Linked DNA regions of Sus scrofa: region 1 is linked to region 2. Evidence: chromatin contacts called from public Hi-C data. All regions are on one chromosome and are shown on one strand. The core of a region is the stretch at or near the end of the contact, and the rest is flanking DNA. Distances in the headings are between cores, read along the strand shown.

The links. A called contact is a pair of places that touch in the nucleus more often than the background predicts.
Region 1: a contact with region 2 is called in a Hi-C map of omental adipose tissue, with 2.1 times the contacts expected there. The contact joins the enhancer-like site here to the promoter of CDON in region 2. A contact is called at or near these places in 3 of 5 promoter capture datasets (fetal liver, fetal skeletal muscle and liver), 7 of 47 Hi-C or Micro-C datasets (adipocytes, embryonic fibroblasts, fetal heart ventricle and 4 more) and 1 of 2 datasets of contacts at active chromatin or transcription factors (skeletal muscle).

What each region holds. Positions count from the first base shown.
Region 1 is chr9:53,237,344-53,240,320 of Sscrofa11.1, reverse strand. No RefSeq gene overlaps it. Among named protein-coding and RNA genes, the nearest start is that of CDON, 60 kb to the right of the region's middle. Within about 2 kb of position 1,295, at least 9 of the 83 cell types and tissues checked have an H3K27ac peak or open chromatin away from gene starts, as enhancers often do. A contact at or near this core is called in omental adipose tissue, where this site is marked.
Region 2 is chr9:53,177,274-53,180,141 of Sscrofa11.1, reverse strand. CDON (cell adhesion molecule-related/down-regulated by oncogenes) reads left to right here and starts at 1,261. Exons shown (of 20, transcript XM_021063103.1): 1 at 1,261-1,699.

The DNA.
Region 1 (2,977 bases), core at 46-2,545, 60 kb before region 2:
AAAGAATATCTTCAAGTTCTTCTGCAGAACTAAGATCCCAAGTCCTGGGGCCACTAAACACCAACTCTGAAGAAGAATAAAACCTTATATCTACTCTGATCCTTATCTGTGGCCTTCTATTCCCTAACTATAAAACCACCTCCTCTTCTCTCCCAACGGAGGGCACAGTCTTTAGGGCATTAGCCTGCTGTGGCCTCCTTTGCCTGGCAAAGCAGTCAAGACTATTTTTTTCTCCCTCGCTCAAATCTCTGTCCCCACGTTTCTATTCGGCACCAGTGGACAGAGGCCGAGTTTCAGCAACATTAGTACCATCCCTATTGGAAATTGACACCCACAGAGATAAGGTAGATTGTTCAAGATCACAAAGTAAGAGTCAGGATTTGAACCCAGGCTGCCTGACCCTCAAACTTTGCCCTTAATCTCTAATGGTGGGTTCCCCTTGTGGCTCAATGGGTTAAGAATCTGACCAATGGAGTTCCTGCTGTGGGACAACAAGTTTGGCAGTGTCTTGGGAGCACTGGGACACAGGTTCCATCCCCGGCAGGCACAGTTGGTTATGGATCCTGCATTGCTGTAGCTGCGGCATAGGTCGGGTCTGATCCCTGGCCCATGAACTCTATATGCCATGGGGTGGCCAAAAAAAAAAAAAAGAATCTGACTGCTATCCATGAAGATTCAGGTTTGACCCTCATTCAGTGGGTTAAGGATCCAGCATTGCCACAAGCTGTATCATTGGTTGCAGACAAGGCCCAGACCCTGAATTGCTGTGGCTGTGGTAGAGGCCAGCAGCTGCAGCTCTAATTTGACCCCTAGCCTGGGAACTTCCATGTGCCACACTTATGGCCCTAAAAAGGAAAAAAATTCTAATGCCAGTGGCTGGTTTGTTTGCTTTTCTTTTTTTCCCTTTTTTTCTGAGAGAAATTCAATAAATATGCCTGTTTCTCCTCTCTGGCTGGCACTTGGTAAGAGGAAGAGAGGAGGCTGAGTTTCCTCCTTCTCTAAGAAGGGCCCAGGATCTGGGTTCCTTCCCCACCTAGCACAGACCTCTGCTTTGCAGTGTTGTAGAAGTGGGCAGCTGGCAGGAGAGTTGCATTTTTTAAGCCCCAGGCTGCCTTCTTATCTCTGGGAGCCTTGATTTATGTTCCTCTATCTTATCTCAGTCCAGGGCCCCGGTGATGGATTTCACCTACGGCATTTGGAGGGTTGCTCCTTGCCAAGAGCACTCCCTTGTAGACAGATGGAGGAGACAGCTCTGGGCTCCCCGTGCTGGGATCCACCCTGCCTCCTGCCTCCCCCGGCTCAAGCAGAGACAGGAGGACGCTGTCTTTCAGACTGGAGAGGGTGAGATGGGACTTGATGGCTTAGGAGGGAGAAAACAGCCTTTCCCCAGATTTGGCCCAGGCTTGCCCTTACTTGAGTTAGGGGAATAGGAGAAAAATGAGTAATATCAATGCAGTAATTTTCGTCATCGTTGTTCGTCTGTCCTTCCAAATTTAATCATCACGATGTTGTTGAAACTCGGCCTCTTTCCGCAGAATAGAAATGCAGAGACAGAGTTTTGGGTTAAGGAGAAAAAGATAGCTTTATTGCTTTGCCGGGCAAATGAGGCCACAGCAGGCTAATGCCTTAAAGACTGCCTCCCTTGGGGGAGGTTAGGAGGTGATTTTATAATTTGGGGAGTAGAAAAATAGGGCCACAGATAAGGATCAGGGTAGAGGCAGGTTTGCATTGTCTTTCAAAGCTAGTGCTTAGTGGCCCCAGGACCGGTTCTGGAATGGGAAGGAAGAATGCTTCATCAAGTAGTTCTTCCATTTATTGGGGGTTTTAGTTCTGCAGAAAGGCTCAAAGATATCTTTATGTATTATTTCTTGAGGAGGACCCAGGACCCTGACCCAAGGCTGCACTATTGTCTCGTGACTGCTTCTCCCAGGTCTCTGCATCCCCTCCCTTCCCTGATTACCAACTGCCCTTTGGGACTCAGGGAAGGTCATGGAAGCTGAAACTTATTCCCTAAGAATAAGAAATGGAAGACACAGGAAGTCTTGTGTACCCAGGAGCCATACAGGGCCCTGCTCGTTACAACAGCTAAATAAAACAGCTTTTGTATTCCCCTTTTATAGATGAGGAAACTGAGGCTCAGTGGGGTGAGAGTCCCACAGACAGTAAGAGAAGAGTTGGGTGTCCAACATGTGTCTTATGACTTTATTTATTTTTTTGTCTTTTTAGGGCCACATTTGGGCATTTGGAAGTTCCCAGGCTGGAGTGTAACAGAGCTAATGCCCTGTGGGGCTCCTGGGCACACAAGCCTCTCTGTGTCCTCCATTGCGTGTTTTTAGGGAATAAGCCTCAGCCTCCATGACCTTCTGTGAGTTCCAAAGGGCAGTTGCTAATCAGGGAAGGGAGGGGATGCAGAGACCGGGGAGGAGCAGTGTAGCCTTGGGGCGGGGTCCTGGGTCCTCCTTAAGAAATATACATAACAATGCCTTTGATTTCTTCTGCAGAACTAAAACCCCCAATAAATGGAAGAACTACTTGATGAAGCATTCTTCCTGCCCATTTGGGGGAAGGAGGACCACCAGAACCAGTACTGGGGACACTAAATATCAGCTTTGAAAGACGATGCGAGCTTGCCTCTACCCTGATCCTTACCTATGGCTCTGATCTTTATTCCACTCCGAAATCTATAAAACCACCCCTTCCAAAGGGGGCACAATCTTTAAGGCATTAGCCTGCTGTGGCCTCCTTTGCCTGGCAAAGCAATAAAGCTATCTTTTTTTCCTTTGCCTGGCAAAGCGATAAAGCTCTTTTTCTCTTTCTCCTTTACCCAAAACTCTGTCTCTGTGTTTCAATTTGGCACCAGCAGGCAGAGGCCAAATTTTGGCAACAGAGGTTGAATCGGAGCCACAGCTGCCAGCCTACATCACAGCCACTGCAATGCAGGATTCGAGCTGCCTCTGTGACCTACACTGCAGCTCAT
Region 2 (2,868 bases), core at 12-2,511:
GCAGAGTGCCACAAAAAACCTGTAAGACTTCCATTCCATTCACACAAAAATCTCAATTTAGATAAATCTTCAATGTTTATACATCTTATTTGCTAATTGAAAAATCATTTAATACAGCTTAAGTTAATAACATCCAGACTCAGTTTAAATAAGTAAAAAATGGAACAATAGAAAACAAAGAAATAGAACTCTTTTTTTTATCCTCCTGTACTGTCCTTCTTAGGACCTTATGCTTTCCTAAAGACCCTGGATATAGCTAAAGCAAAACAATAAACTGTCTGAACACCACTATACTTTCAAAAATTTGCTTGTGAAATTCAAGAAAAAAGGTAAGGAAGACTGTCATGCTTCTTTGATGTTCAGTACTGAGTGTTTTTGAACTGTGAGTATCATTAGGGCTGTTTTTGTAGTTAAATAGTAAGTAATAATGACGATGGTAAAAAAAAAACCCAATACACATATATGTAATAATACATATTATTATTATATAGAAGTCACAGTCCTTGAATGTCCACGCAGTGGCAGGTGCTTTCTACCAAGTATCACATTTATGCTTCGCAACAACCTTTTAAACAGAAATTATTTTCCCCTTTTTTCTTTTTGAACAACTGAAGTTCAGTGGGATCAGATCACTTGGGGCACGTCCAAAGGACGAAGTGGTAAGACTCTGGGGCCAAAGGCCGTGCTGGTTGGACCAGGCGACACTGAGCTTCTGCTAGTCTCTGAGAAGTTTTGTTACCTGCCTGCACGTATGTGAATGCCGGGCGAGTGTGGTGGGGAATCAGACGAAGCTGTCTAAGAATCTAAACACAGAAAGTGGTAAAAACGCGAAGGAACCAAAAGGGGCGGGAAGTTGGAACTATAAAAGAGATACCAGGTAGGCACCAACAGAAGGGATGGACTAGCTGGCTCCTCAGACAACTTAGGTGGATGGGTGAGGGGCGGGGCCTAAGCGGGGAAACCCGGGAGCGTGTAGACCAGTAGTGGACCGGCCCGAAATGACGCCTCTCTCGGGGAAGCAAAGGTGAGGGGAAAGTGAGTGCAGCCATATGGAAAACTCTGGAAAATGCCAAGGCAGCTCATCTTCATTTTCCTAAATAAAGCAGAAACTATCCTCTCCTTTCCTGGGGGGGGGGGTCTCTTGTAGAGCAAGCAGGAGTGGGACTGGGAGGAGGGCCTGCACAGAGCGCCCCCCCGTCACGTTGGTACGGCCCATCCCCCCGCCGCTGATCTGGCAGGCTGCGCGCGCACCCTCCGGCCGGGCGCGGGCCGTCGGGGAGCTGCGGCCTCCGCGGCCGGGTTCCCTCCTCTCGCTCCTCGCGTGCTCCTCGCTGGCCCAGCGCCCGCCGGGTTACGCGCCCGCGCGCCTGGGCGGGGGAGGAGCGCGGCCGCGGGGGCGCGCCCCAGTGACTCCGCCCTCCCCCCTCTTCTCCTCAGCTTCCCTCCCCTGAATCCCGGGTGCCCGGCTCCCGCGGCTCCGTGTGAGGAGACCGGGATTCCGCGCCGCCTGCCCTCGCGTCCCCGCTCCGGCGTGCGAGGCGCCGCGCCCTCCCGGTGCCCTGCCTGGTGCATGGAGGGGCCCGTTCGGACAGCAGCCGCCGCCGTAGCCGCCGCCAGCGCGCGGGGGATGACCTGGGGGTGGCTCTCGGAGCCGGCTGCCGCGCAGGAGGTCTGGGGGCTTAACCAGCCCCGCTCAGAGGTGCGGGGGTGGGGGTCCCACCTAAGGGTCGGTGGGAGGGGTGGCCTGGGGACACCGGGCTTGGGAGCCACGAGGCTTGGGAGGTGGAGGTCAGAGAGTGGACGGGCCAGCATGCCCCGGAGGTCGTGGGGGTCCAGGCTGCCTGCGGGGTCTGGGGAGGGCAGCTGACGGATGCGCAGCGGGGAGCTCAGGCGTCCCCAGTCCTCGGGGACTCTGAGCCTCCTCGTGGGAGGAGGCGGGGTGAGGTGTCAGTGACACTGTTAAATCTCTTTGACAATGATCCGCTGGGGCAGGTGAGATGCAGCACAGCGGGGAGCTTGGGGCGCCAGCATGTTTTCCCAAGGGAGCGGGGTCCCTCGCCTCTCTCAACCTCCATCCCGCAGAGCGCCCTCCAGACACAGTGATTTATGGTTAGGGAGAATCAAGAGAAATTTCCTGCACAATGTATCTTTCTCTGCCTTCATAGACTCAGTGACTTCCCAGCCCCAGGGAGCGTATTTTTCCTTCTCCTCTGTAAAGCTTTCTGTGGATTGCATTATCATTTGCTAAATACACTGCAGCTCGCCATTTATTTCACTCCGCAGCTTCCAGACCTTTGTTGCATTCTCTCCACATCTAGGGATTTCTGTAATAAATCACTGAGGGGGATAGAGAGGCTCTCTCGCCCTTCCCTTCATTGTTCTCCCTAACCTCACCAAGTCAGGTGGAAGGCTCTCCAAAGGAGCCTTCTATAGAATGCCTGCCTTTCCCAGTCCGGACTCCAGAGGGTGGCAGGTGCCTTAAGGGCAGGCTGTTATCCAGTTGAGATCTAGAATTTAGGGAAGCTCATTAACAGAACCTCTGGGTCCTAATTCAGACACCTTGAGAAAGCAGAAGATTGGACTAAAAGGTAACATGAGATTTAGTCTCAGACCAATGGCCAGTCAAAGAGGCCAGTTCTGATTCCATGCCTCACTGATGCTACAGCCCTCAGACACCTCAGCTGACTTTTGGCATACTATGTCTGCTGGGAGAGGATGGGGAGGGGGCTGAAGAATGAAATAGGTTTATCCTCAGAATAATTCTAAACGTTCTATTACATTTTATAGCTTATTTTTAGGGGTAATCTATTTTAGCTGAAAATGTGGGGGTAGTTCAACTTTTAGGAAGAGATGAAAGAAAACTCCAGA